4 separate regions of the Sus scrofa genome follow, and regions 2, 3 and 4 are each linked to region 1. The links are chromatin contacts, called in public Hi-C and HiChIP or PLAC-seq maps. All regions are on one chromosome and are shown on one strand. Each heading gives the region's core, a stretch centred on a gene start, on an enhancer-like site or on the middle of the called end of the contact. The rest is flanking DNA. Distances are from core to core; before and after follow the strand shown.

What was found. A called contact is a pair of places that touch in the nucleus more often than the background predicts. HiChIP or PLAC-seq counts read pairs in DNA pulled down with a chosen protein or histone mark.
Region 2: a contact with region 1 is called in a Hi-C map of liver, with 5 times the contacts expected there. The contact joins the promoter of ADPGK here to the promoter of LOC110261568 in region 1. A contact is called at or near these places in 2 of 47 Hi-C or Micro-C datasets (heart right ventricle and liver) and 1 of 2 datasets of contacts at active chromatin or transcription factors (alveolar macrophages).
Region 3: an H3K27ac HiChIP or PLAC-seq map of alveolar macrophages shows a contact between it and region 1. The contact joins the promoter of PKM here to the promoter of LOC110261568 in region 1. A contact is called at or near these places in 3 of 47 Hi-C or Micro-C datasets (epiblast stem cells and liver) and 1 of 2 datasets of contacts at active chromatin or transcription factors (alveolar macrophages).
Region 4: a contact with region 1 is called in an H3K27ac HiChIP or PLAC-seq map of alveolar macrophages. The contact joins the promoter of BBS4 here to the promoter of LOC110261568 in region 1. A contact is called at or near these places in 1 of 5 promoter capture datasets (liver), 6 of 47 Hi-C or Micro-C datasets (embryonic fibroblasts, fetal heart ventricle, heart right ventricle and 2 more) and 2 of 2 datasets of contacts at active chromatin or transcription factors (alveolar macrophages and skeletal muscle).

What each region holds. Positions count from the first base shown.
Region 1 is chr7:60,822,330-60,825,202 of Sscrofa11.1, forward strand. It overlaps LOC110261568, which reads left to right and starts at 1,459. Exons shown (of 2, transcript XM_021099104.1): 1 at 1,459-2,418; 2 at 2,514-2,873. The coding sequence starts at 1,459. The coding sequence ends at 2,259. ARIH1 (E3 ubiquitin-protein ligase ARIH1) reads right to left here and starts at 1,788. Exons shown (of 14, transcript XM_021099101.1): 1 at 1,089-1,788. The coding sequence starts at 1,460.
Region 2 is chr7:60,582,622-60,585,494 of Sscrofa11.1, forward strand. It overlaps ADPGK (ADP-dependent glucokinase), which reads left to right and starts at 1,417. Exons shown (of 7, transcript XM_021099100.1): 1 at 1,417-1,731. The coding sequence starts at 1,499.
Region 3 is chr7:60,971,590-60,974,462 of Sscrofa11.1, forward strand. PKM (poly [ADP-ribose] polymerase 6) reads left to right here and starts at 1,418. Exons shown (of 32, transcript XM_021099107.1): 1 at 1,418-1,665. It overlaps LOC102166620 (a long non-coding RNA gene), which reads right to left and starts at 132. Exons shown (of 5, transcript XR_001297909.2): 1 at 1-132.
Region 4 is chr7:60,691,958-60,694,830 of Sscrofa11.1, forward strand. BBS4 (Bardet-Biedl syndrome 4) reads right to left here and starts at 1,371. Exons shown (of 16, transcript NM_001244787.1): 1 at 1,329-1,371. The coding sequence starts at 1,352.

The DNA.
Region 1 (2,873 bases), core at 209-2,708:
AGCCAAGCAATTTTAAGGGGGTGGGGGATTGGTTATGACTGACATACAACAAGACAATAGTAATCTTCTGTTTATGTATATATAGTTTCTTTCCATGTAACCAGTGTTTTCTAAAAGTTGCAGTGAATCAAGGCTTCATTTTTATTCTTCAATCACATCCCTGACCCCCATGACTGTTTTTCCCAAAGAGAAACTTTTGACGTCCTAAGCTCAAAAACAAAGTCCGACCCACAAGAAGGTTAAATGAGATGTGGTTATCAATTTAAACCAAGACCAACTTAATGACCACGAAATACAAATTATTAGAGAAAGGGGGTGAGTCCAGAAGCAGAAAGCCTCTACTTACTAACTCACAATAGAGGCTTGTCCAATATTAAACAATAACACTACGCTTTGCTGTTGTTTTAGCTGCAAGGCTGGGTATGCAATTCGCTGCAACTGTTCCAACAGCTTAAGTACGCTACAACTGAAAAAAGTAGTAGTTGGGTCCCAAACAAATAGCAAAGATTTAAAAAGATGCAAGCAGAAGCCTCACCATCAGAAAAGAAGACCCACGAACACCTCTTCCAAGAAACACTTCCCTTCCCCCACCTTTAAGTAGGCACTTAAGACTGCCAAGCAGATCCATTCCTTTATTAACTGGTGTCCACTTGGGGCAACCGTACAACAAGCAGCTCTTAGGCCTACTCTAACCCCTTCCAAAAGTGCTCAAGTGAGGCTGAAGGCCGGAGAAACAGTCTTAGGGGCCCAGTTCTTCCAGCTCTTCTCCACTCTGCCCTGGTAGGTGCTCCATGGGCCAGAGGAGTAACACCGGGGCCAGGACCGGCAGGAACTGCGTCCAAGAGAGAAGTCTTAGGCGGCCGGAGGCCTCCGCCATAGCAGGACCTGGAAAGCACCGCCTCCAGCGCACCTCCCCACACCCGGCAAATGTCTGCTCTACCCCCAGCAGGGGCAGCGGAGGAGACAGGGCTGGGAGGTACCGGGCTGAGCTGAGCACCAGGCCCAGGCCTGCCCCTCGGGACCGCGCGAGCAGCACGAATCCGCTCCTGGGTCCAGACCGATCAAGCAGGCGTGGGGGCCACTCTCACCTGGATGACCTCGTTGACCTCCCGGATACATTCCACCATGTGTTGCAGAATCTGCTCGGCTGTGAGCACCTCGTAGCGGTAATCCTCCTCCTGCTCGTGCCCCGACCCGCCGCCGCCGCCGCCACTGCCGCCGCCGCCGCCGCCGGGCCCCAGAGCACTGCCGCCGCCACCGCCCGTCTCCCCGCCCAGCAGTCCGTCCCGCTCCCCGCCGACGCCCAGCTCAGGCTCCACCAGCTCCACCTCGCCCAGATCCAGGTTATCATCGTCCGGCTCGTCGTCGTCGTCGTCCTCCTCCTCCTCGGCGCCGCTGTCCTCCTCGCTGCACTCTTCGTCCTCGTCGAACTCGTAGTTGTACCCCTCGTCCGAGTCCATGGCGCGACGCGCGGGGGCCCGGCAGACGCTGGCCCTAAGGCGGGGAGAGGGCGGGGACGCCGAGGCCCCGGCTCTCGCTCCGGCTCCGGCTGATGTCCGGACGCAGGCCTGGCTCCGGCCCCGCGGGCCGCAGCTCCTCCCCGGGCGCGGCGGTTGGCGGTTGGCGGCTGGCGGCGGCGGGGAGGGCGCGGAGGAGGGAGGGAGGGAGCGAGGGGGCCGCTCGTCGCCCGCCTCAATCAGACGCGGCTCCGCACCGGCCTCGGAGAGAAAACAGTCCCCAGCGCCACCTCCACGGCCGCTGCTACCGCTACTGAGCCAACAAAGGGGCGTGCGTCACCGCGTCGCGCTGCGTCGTGGCGTCACTGTTCTTGGCGTCACCGCGCCCCGCCCCTCGGCCCCTGTGTGGAGTGCGGGGAGACCCCACGGCCGGGGCTGGCCCTGGGAGCCAGGCGCCGCGGGAATCGCCGCCTGGGTTCCCGCTGCGTTCGCTGTTCGGACGGACGCTGGCCGACACCAGCTGACAGTGTACTTGAGGAGGCTGTGGCCTCCTGGTCACCGAGAGGGGGCCCTTAGGCCGCCCCGGGAGTGGTTTTGCCACTGGCTATGGGGATCCAGCCATTCGCGCAAACCAATGGGGAAGGCGGCCTTCCCACCGGGCAGTAAAGACCCTTCCCGCCCAACCTGGAGTAATTCCAGGAAGACCTTGGATGTTGAGCTAATATTCCTGTTGCCTGGGCTACTCAGAGGATTCTGTTTTATGCAGAACCTCTCAGCCACGCAGCAGGTGTTCTCGTTTTAAGTAATTCACTTGACTCTGTGCCCTGGTACAGACGTGCTGTGATTTAAGTCGCCTGTAGTGACGTCATTTAAAAGAAGCGGTCTCTAAACTCCGCTCATTAAGCGCCTATTCAAGGCCAGAACATTGGCAAAGTCGTGGCTTGCCTTAGTTGAGCACTGTGTAAGATCTATAATCTATAATCTATACGTATGAATTATAATATTAATATATAATACAACATATTAAATATGTAATGTTTTTTCTCATCGTCACAGAGCCACAGTACCTGTGTTATGCCTGAGACTCAAAGAGGAAGAGACTTGACCAAGGCCACAGAACACTTGCCCTATTTTAGACCCTGGGTGACCTTAAATATCGATCATAAAAACACTTTATAACGTATAGTATGTATTATATACTGCATTGTATATAAAATGCATTGTAAGACAACATAAGACCGGTAAAAGAAATATCTGCAGGGACCAAATAAAGCAGAGAGATAGTGCTTGTCTTTTATCTGGAAATGTGCTGTTTGAGCTTAGTGTTGATAGATGGCTAGGAGTTTAATGGAAGGTAGGGAAGATGGTCGAGCCTGAGAAAATAACCGAATTTTGAGTTCCCTGGCGGTGCAGCAG
Region 2 (2,873 bases), core at 167-2,666, 240 kb before region 1:
AAGTTAAGTGCTGGTTCAGTCAACCCTGGGGTGGTAGGAAAACCTGCCCACCTGGGGTCACCTGGGGGAGGGGTTTTTCTGGTAACTAATTGACTTGTCTCCTTGAAGAGAGAGAAGGGACAGGCAACTCTAGGGAAGACAGCATCACACAGATCTCACAGGCTCCTTGTCTTCTTTCTTTTCTATGGAGCCCAAATCTCATCCTGTGTGAACACCTCCTTTGAAGCAGCTGCTGTGGTCAGGTGAGCTGGGTGGGGTGAGCCAGGGGAGGGGAGATGACCAGGATAGGGAAATGCTGGTGATACCGGGCTGGGGGAAATGAAGCCTAATGCTCAAGATCAAAGTTAGAGAAATAAAGATCCACTGCCAAGTCCAAAGGTTGGGGCAGAGTGGAAAATCGGACACAGAGCCAGGTCAGGATGGTCAGGAGCCAGCAGAACTGGAAAAATGGAAACAGGCCAGGGAACAAGACCAGGCCGGTTGTGATGGCTGCTGAGAACGAGCTGGCAGCAAGCCTAGCTTCACTGGCTCCCAACCTAGGCTCACACATAGAAGAGTCACGATGAAGACAGGGCCTGTTGGGTTTAGGTCATATTAACCCAAAGAAAAGAGGAGATAACCCAGGTCCGAACTCCGCTTATGTGCTACACAAGATTGTGTACATTTGCGCATTTTCTGAAATTGTTAAAGGGAACAGCGCCCCCAAAAGGATTACTTTAAGGTTTGAATCTGATCGTCCAGCGAGGACCGTCACTGCAGGATCTACTCAGACTCTGTACAGATCCGGTACAGAGGGTGGTCGACCACCCTCCAGAGGGACAAAAGATCATTCCCCCCACCCCACGCCATGCGCGCCCCAAGGGCTCGCAGCAGCGCTGCTGCCATCTGATTCCTTCGGAGAGCGCCAAGCGCCCGGCCTGAAAAAGCATGAGTTTTATAAACAATGGATGATAGACAGACCGGCTTAGGAACAGATTAAAACGGAGGGGGAGGGAGGGTGCGAGGAGAGTGTGATTTGTGCACCCTCTGAGGAACTTCAGGCGTAGCTCAACTGGGGATGCAGACTGGCTCAAAGAGTAACATGAGATTTACCCGCGACTTCAAAATCCATCTGTTTCAGATGCGATAAATTCATTTGAGTAATAAAAAAATCCATCTGTTTCATCTTACTGGGAAAACAAACGTATCCTTGTTCCTCTATTTTGGGGGTACTGGAGGAGTTCTGGAAAGGGGTACAGCGCTCAGACCTGTACTGCTGCCTTTGTCCAACCTCCCCCAGAGCCGCCGAACAGCGCCCCCAAGTGCCAGGATTTGGACCGAGAAAGACAGTTTTCCGCTCCTCTGCCACGCCCATCCCCCGCCCTCACCCCGCCCCTCCAAAGGACTTCGGCGCGCCGGCGTGACGTGACGCGCGTGTTGACGTCGGCGCACGCAGAGCCCGGAAGAGGCGCGGGCCGGGAAGGGAGCTGTACATCGCTGCTCCAGCGCCTCCGTTCCCATGGCGCTGTGGCGCGGCTCAGTGTATGCCGGCTTCTTCGCGCTGGCGGTGGGCTGCGTCTTTCTGCTGGAGCCGCAGCTGCCGGGGTCGGCGCTGCGCTCGCTGTGGAACTCGCTGCAGCTGGGGCCTGTACCCTCGCCCCTGGGACCTGGCTCCCCTGAGGGCCGGTTGGCAGCCGCCTGGGACGCGCTCATCGTGCGGCCGGCCCGGAGCTGGCGCCGTGTGGCCGTGGGGTGAGTGCCTGCGAGGTCTGCCTCTGTGGGCCTCTCCAGGAGGCGCGGGCGCTCCTGGCCTCCTTGGCAGACGTCAGGCGGCTTGGGAGCTGGGAAGTAGAGCCGGCGCAGAAACAGGTTCCCAGAGGTCAGCTGGAGGCCCCTCGGCGCTAGTGTCCACGCTGCCTCCTTGGCGAGAAGCGTTGGACTTTTGGGACTAGCCCCATCCGTCACCGCTGCAGGGACTCAACAGACTGCTTTTTCCTCTAGGCTGGCTCTGCGCCCTTCTTGTCTCTGTAGGACCAGCCTAATCGACTCTTGCAAATCCCGCTCAGCCTGACTGCTTAAAGTTCGAGCCTCTTTTATTCCAATACCTGCTCCTCTAGCGACCGCTCTTTTGCAGTCAGAGATGCTTCATTTTACTACTCTGGCAGCGTTCTTCCCCTTGCTGCTGAACTACTTAAAAAGGAGTGGTCGCTGCCGTTAGCTGTCTTGCTTCCCCCTCCGTAATGGCGTAGTCCTTTGATGCCGGAGTCTGGAGAACACTATTCTGCTGAAACTTCTCTCTCAAAGCTTACGGCTGACTTGTTGCTTCTCATATTCAGCTGCCTTTTTTAGTCTTCAGTGTCCACTCTCTGCAGCCTTCCACGCGTTAAGCACGCCCTTCTTGAAACTCTTTTCCCCTGACTTCAGTGACATTGCATATTTAGGGTTCTTCCAAATCACAGTGCCTCCTTTCTTTGTATTCCCCTCCTGCATGTAAGTAATTTTTCCCTTTACACTAATATCTTGTCTCAGTCTGAGTTGACTATCTTGCCATCACCTCAAACGCATCAATCAAAGAGCAAGCCTTCTACCCAGACTCTACTAGTTCCTATGAGTATTGGGGCCAGGAAGGATAGTGCAGGCTATCCTGAAAATTAAATGAAATAATTCATGTTATCTAGTATGTGTCTGCTTTAAAGAGCAGACACCAAATGTTAGCTAGTATTTTTTTTTTATATCAGCACATTTGTTATTTCATCAGATAATATCTTTTACCTCTTTCAAGTTCAGGCTCTTTGATCTACAACCTTATCAGCTTAATTGCTCTTAATTGATCCTTAATTTCCTTAATTGAATGGCTTTGTGCGCATTCCTTCGACAAATAATCGTCAGCTACA
Region 3 (2,873 bases), core at 168-2,667, 150 kb after region 1:
CTCCCCGCCCTCTCAGGGCCCCTCTTGTTTCTCTACACATCCGCCGCCGACTCACAGCGCAGGCGCCCCCCCTGCTCCGTGCCTCCTCCCAAACGGCAACCACTGCGCAGGCACCTCAAGCCTGGCGTCGGGGGCGGGGGCGTGCCCAGGGGCAGGCCGCGTGGCAGTTGGTCCGAAGCGGACCACGTGGCCACGGTGCCCGCCGCGCGAGCGTGCGCAGAGTGGCTCAGCGCGGCCGTGACGGAACGACGAGGCGTGCGGGTGCGCGACCTCTCCCGCCCGGCCCCGGCCCCCGCCCCTTGGCCTGCCGCTCCGCCCCCGCGGGGCGTCCCGGGCCGCTCGTCCCCTCAGCGGCGGCCGCGCGCGGCCCGGGGTCGCCGTGAGTACTCGCGAGGCCAGCTTGTGGGGCGGCCGCCACGGGGACGGGGCGGGGCGGCCGAGCCGCGGGAAGGGTGCGGGGCCAGGGTGGAGGAAGTGAAGGGTTTGGACCCGGTGGCTCTGAGAGGCCTTCTGAGTTTAACAGGCTTCGCTTATGGCCGGGCGGCTGGCGACACAGATCGGGCTCAGAGCTTCTTCCCCGGGAGGCAGGTGTTGGGTGTCTTCGGGGTCTCCGGGGGAAACCGGAGAAGAGCTCTAAGTGCTTCCCCAAGGGAGGCCTCAGTGAGGGCCTGTTCTGGAAGCACGAGTGGCGGCCAATGTTGGGGGCTCACCCCGGCCTCTTCTTCCGCCGGGTACACGAGATAGCGCTGGGAAGCGGGCATCGCCGGGCGGTGGGTTCTCCCCCGCACTCTTTGTTCCATGGCCTAGGCTTTTTGAAAGGAGCACTTCGCTGCAGAGCGGAGTCACCTTCTTTCCCAGGACCGCCAAGCCGGGATCAAACGTTGAGATCGGAGGCTTCTTTGACTAGATGCAAAGTTGTCACGCGGAGAAGCGCTTTTGGACCTAGGCCAGGACATTTGTGATCCGGACTTGATGCTTATTTACTTTTGGCCTATTCTTATGCAAATTTTTTGTTAGCTGCTCTCTAGCGCTGACACCCTTCTCTGGGCATTCTTCATACAGTCAGTATTTGACTTGGCTTTTCTTGAAAGGGTTCCCTTGATTACCTCGTTTAGATAAATCAAATAGGTCTTTCTTACTAGTTCATTAACAGCTCCCTTAATTGGGTTGTAATCTCATCACTGGAAGAGTGGATGTCATTAGAATCTGACAAATGTGCTATAGTCCCCAGTTCCACTGTACGCTATTATACTTCTGACCCTAAGCAAGTTGCTTGACGTCCCTGCACCTGCATACTCTATCTGTAGTGTGAAAAGTTTAAAATAGGTTATATACAGCCTAGTTTGAAAAAGATGGTAGTCTCTAAATTGTTTCTTCACTGGACAGGAAAAATTCTCTCTGAACTACTTTTTTCTCCTTGTGGTAACAGCAGAAACCAAGCAGCAACAGCCCTTGGAGAGAGACTAAGCTTTCTTGACCTCTACAGTGGCACAGTGGCAAAGAGCTTGAGAAAGTTGGCACTTCTGGGCTACACCATTGTCATCCAGGACATTAATGCCTCCCTCTTTGTTCCTCTGAGACCGTCCAGATCAGCACCTGTTTATTTTCAAATCTCACAAACCCCACCCCAGATCTTCATAGTTTGGTTCTCAGCTGCTCTTGAAGGTGAATGGAGTCTTGCTTTTTAAAATCATTTTTGTATGGTTTTGTCTATGTGTAGATGTGTTTAGGTTCTTGTATTTATCTCCCCTTTGGCTTAGGTCACAGTTCATTCATTCATTCACTCATTCAATTAGCTATGTTATGAGGGACTGACAGTACAGACAGTGAAAATGCTCAAAGCCTCTGCCACCGTAGAGCTTACATTCTGATGGGAGGTAAATACAATAAACAAACATTTTGTCATAGAGTGGTAAGTGCTGTAGGAAAAAATAAAGCAAGGAAAGGGTTTGGAGAGTGCTAGTGTGTTGTGTATTGTGATTTTACTGTTTTATGTAGGATAGTCAAGGTGATCTTCAAGCAGAGATCTGAAAGAGTAAAGGAGCAAGCCCAGTGAATATGGGTGAAAAGCATTCCAAGAAGAGTGGCAAGCAGGCACAAAGACCCTGTGGTGGGAATATGCTTGATATGTTGGAAGAACAGCAAGTTAGAGAGTTTCAGTGATACTCTTCATTTCACATTTAGAGTTGATAGGAGACTCCTTAAAAAGTATGAAAGTAGCCTCTGGGTTTGTTTGTTTTTCTTTTTAGAATGAAAATTTCCAACTATATACAAAAGTAGAGAGTTTACAAACCCTTGTGTACTTATCACTCAGCTTCGTTTGTAATCAACATTTTATGATTTTCATCTGAACATTTCATCTGTTCCCCATTTTATTTGTGCTGGAATAGTATTTTAAAGCAAATCTTGGCGTTCCCATCGTGGTGCAGTGGAAACGAATCCGACTAGGAACCATGAGGTTGTGGGTTCTATCCCTGCCCTTGCTCAGTGGGTTAAGGATCTGGTGTTGCCGTGAGCTGTGGTGTAGTTCGAAGACATGGCTCGGATCTGGCGTGGCTGTGGCTGTGGTGTAGGCCAGTGGTTACAGCTCCAATTGGACCCCTAGCCTGGGAACCTCAATATGCTGCAGGTGTGGCCTTAAAAAGACAATAAAAAAGGAAATATTTAAATTAAGATTTGAATATTTAAAGATATCAAGCATTTCATCTCTAAGAACTTCAGCTGCAGTTTCCTTGTGCATTTTGTTTGTAATGGGTCAGGCAGCACTGTTGGCTGAAGGACTGCTATGTTGTTTGCCCTGGCATTGTGCTTTAGGTCCCCATTCTGGGTCAGTTACCAGGTTTAAATTGGTATCCGAGGAACAGACCACAAGC
Region 4 (2,873 bases), core at 121-2,620, 130 kb before region 1:
AGCAAGGGCAGGGACCGAACCCGCAACCTCATGGTTCCTAGTCGGATTCGTTAACCACTGCGCCACGACGGGAACTCCTGAAAATAGTTAACTTTTGACTGAAGTCCTGAAGTTATATCAAAACAAGAAAGTCATTCTCTTTAATATGCTATCAGAGACTCAAAAATACAGGAAAATTCTGCCATCACATTCATATTCTGTTCATCAACACCAACCTGTACCAGCAATGAGAACTAGAGAATAAGGTATGTTTCCAGCAATGTCATATTACCGTTATACCTAACATTTATGTAGGTCAAGGATTTTATTATGTTTTCAATGTCTAAAATCTAGAAGAACTAATAATGCTTTTTTTTTTTTTAATTAACAAAAATCTTTGCTTTAGGTCTCCCAGTCTGTATTCTGAGTTTTCTGATTACACTACAATAATTTGATTTTGGAATACCCATTGTGGCTCGGATGGTTACAAAACCAACTAGCATCCATGACGATGTGGGTTAGATCCCTGGCCTCACTCAGTGGGTTAAGAATTCAGTTTGCCACAAGGTGCAGCATAGGTTGGGGACGTGGCTTAGATCTGGTGTTGCTGTGGATGAAGCTCCTCCTGGACACCTAGCCTGGGAACTTCCGTACTCCATAGGTTCAGCTCTAAAAAGGAAAAAAAAAAAAAAAAAAAAAAAAGTGGACAGTTTCACACTTGGAACGTTACAGAAGTTAGATCTAATTATGAATTTACGCCTCAAAAGTAACTATTACTGGGCCATCCTGAATTAACCTGAGCTATTTTGTATTAGCAGTACGTGGGGTTGAATCAACAACACCTAATTCAGACCAGCTGAATCCCAAAACAGTCTTTTCCTAAACTTGAGAAAACTGTCCCGCCCCACCGGCAGAAGGTAGTGACGCAGAAAGCTTCCAGGATTTGTTTCCTTCAATGTCTAATCCAGGGGATTAACAGAAACTGTTTTGCACAGTGTGTAGTGCTTCCTTTCCAAACCTCATGAGACAGAAAGTATGGGGCTAGGAAAAGAGCCGTTTCTGATGAAAATCTCCCCTTTCCAGCCAGAGCACCTCAAGAGGGGCTCTAGCCCTAGCACAGGCCCAGAACTGCAGAGAACTCAGCCTGTCCCCTGGCCGAGCAGTTCCCAGGAGACTAACCGCTCCCGCCTCAGCTCCACATTTCCCCAGCAGCAGCGGCGTGGGACACTGCCTGCCCACCAGCCTGCCTGGCCGTTCTGCTCCGGAGCCGCTCCGCCCAGCCCCGGCGGGCCTACCCCTGCCCAACCCTGCCTGGCGGCCGGAATACTAAACAGAAATTTAGCGCTCACCGTAGCGAGTCTCTCCTCAGCCATCTTAGCTCCGCCCCCACAATGCGAGGCCGGAAGTCGGCGGTTTCCCAGACAACCAGGCAAACGGAAATCATAGGACTGGGGGAGTAGGGAGGGAGCTGGAAGCAGGGTAAGAAGTAGATCGCCGAGCGGAAGGCTTTGCCTGGGAGGCCCAGGATTCCAGAAAAGAGGCAAGAGTTGGGCACTTTGCTGCAGTCCACTTGACTTTAAAGGAGCCGGTGAGGGTATACGCAGCCAGTGGTCTCCTTCATCCCGGCCAGCGCTTACCGCCCCACTCCATCGTGTGGACGCTGTTTGCGAGACCCCCCCCCCCCACAGCGCTGGGTGGAGTGGCCAGCCCCATCTGGCCCTGCCCTGCTTTAACGCCACCCAGCGTTTATTTCTAGCCTTCTTCCGGAAGCCCCGGCCCTCAACCCCAAACCCTAGGACCCAGAACTTCATTTTCGCCTTAGATAAAAATTCCTTGTTTCTTGGCTACGGTATGGTCTGCCCCGTCGGCCTCCCACTTTTGTTTACGCTAGGGTTTGCAAATTAGCAGCTGGTGGGCTGCATTTAAACGCAGCCTTGTTTTGACTGCAAATATTTAAGAATTAGAAGATTTCATAAGAAACCCAAAAATCTAGCCTCGATGAATAAAGATGCCACAACGTGCCTGGGTTCCTGCATGGCGGTAAAATCTGAAAACTGCTGCTACTGTATATAGGCATTTGTTCACCTTTTTTGCTACAGTCTTCACTTTGCAACACATTTCAGCCTTCGTACCTTTCTGGGACCTGGTGTGGTGAATTAAATGCTTAGTCTTTGCACTGAGTGATTGTGGAAATACTTGGGCTTTGGAGTCAATACTTAGTAGTCTGGATTTGACTACTGCATGACTTGAGCCAGGCGTTTCTTTGAGCTTCATTCATTTCAGTACCAGAAGCCCTGTGACAAAATACATTGGAACTCTACACCAGGAGCACTGACTTTAGAGTATAGCGAGGAAATCACACATTGAATAATAACATAAGCAAAGTTTATGAAGAAATAGTTCACTAAAGAACAAATACAAATAGCTCTTAAACATATGAAAATATAACTTTGTAAGGAAGAAAAAACATGCAAATTAAAGTTTCCAAAAGATACTTTCCACCTCTTACATTGGCAGAGAACAAAAATTTTCACCAAGTTGTGAGTAAACATGCATATATTCTTCATCTGTAGCTAGTGGAGATGTAAATTGACAGCAGTTTGGAATAACTACCCAAATTAAAAATGCACATAACATAACCTTTAATTTCATTATACTAATTCTAGGAATATATTCTATGGGTATAAATGTGGGAGAGGACTTTAAATACAGAGTTATTTGATGCAGCATTGTTATAACAACCAAAGTCTGAAAACAACCTTAATGCCCACTAATTGAGGTTAAAGAAAGTGTGATGAGCCCATACTGCATGATACATGAAAAAGGAACTATTTACATTTTTATGTAGAATTGTGCACACGGTCTCTCTCTCTCTCTCTCTCTCTCTCTCTATA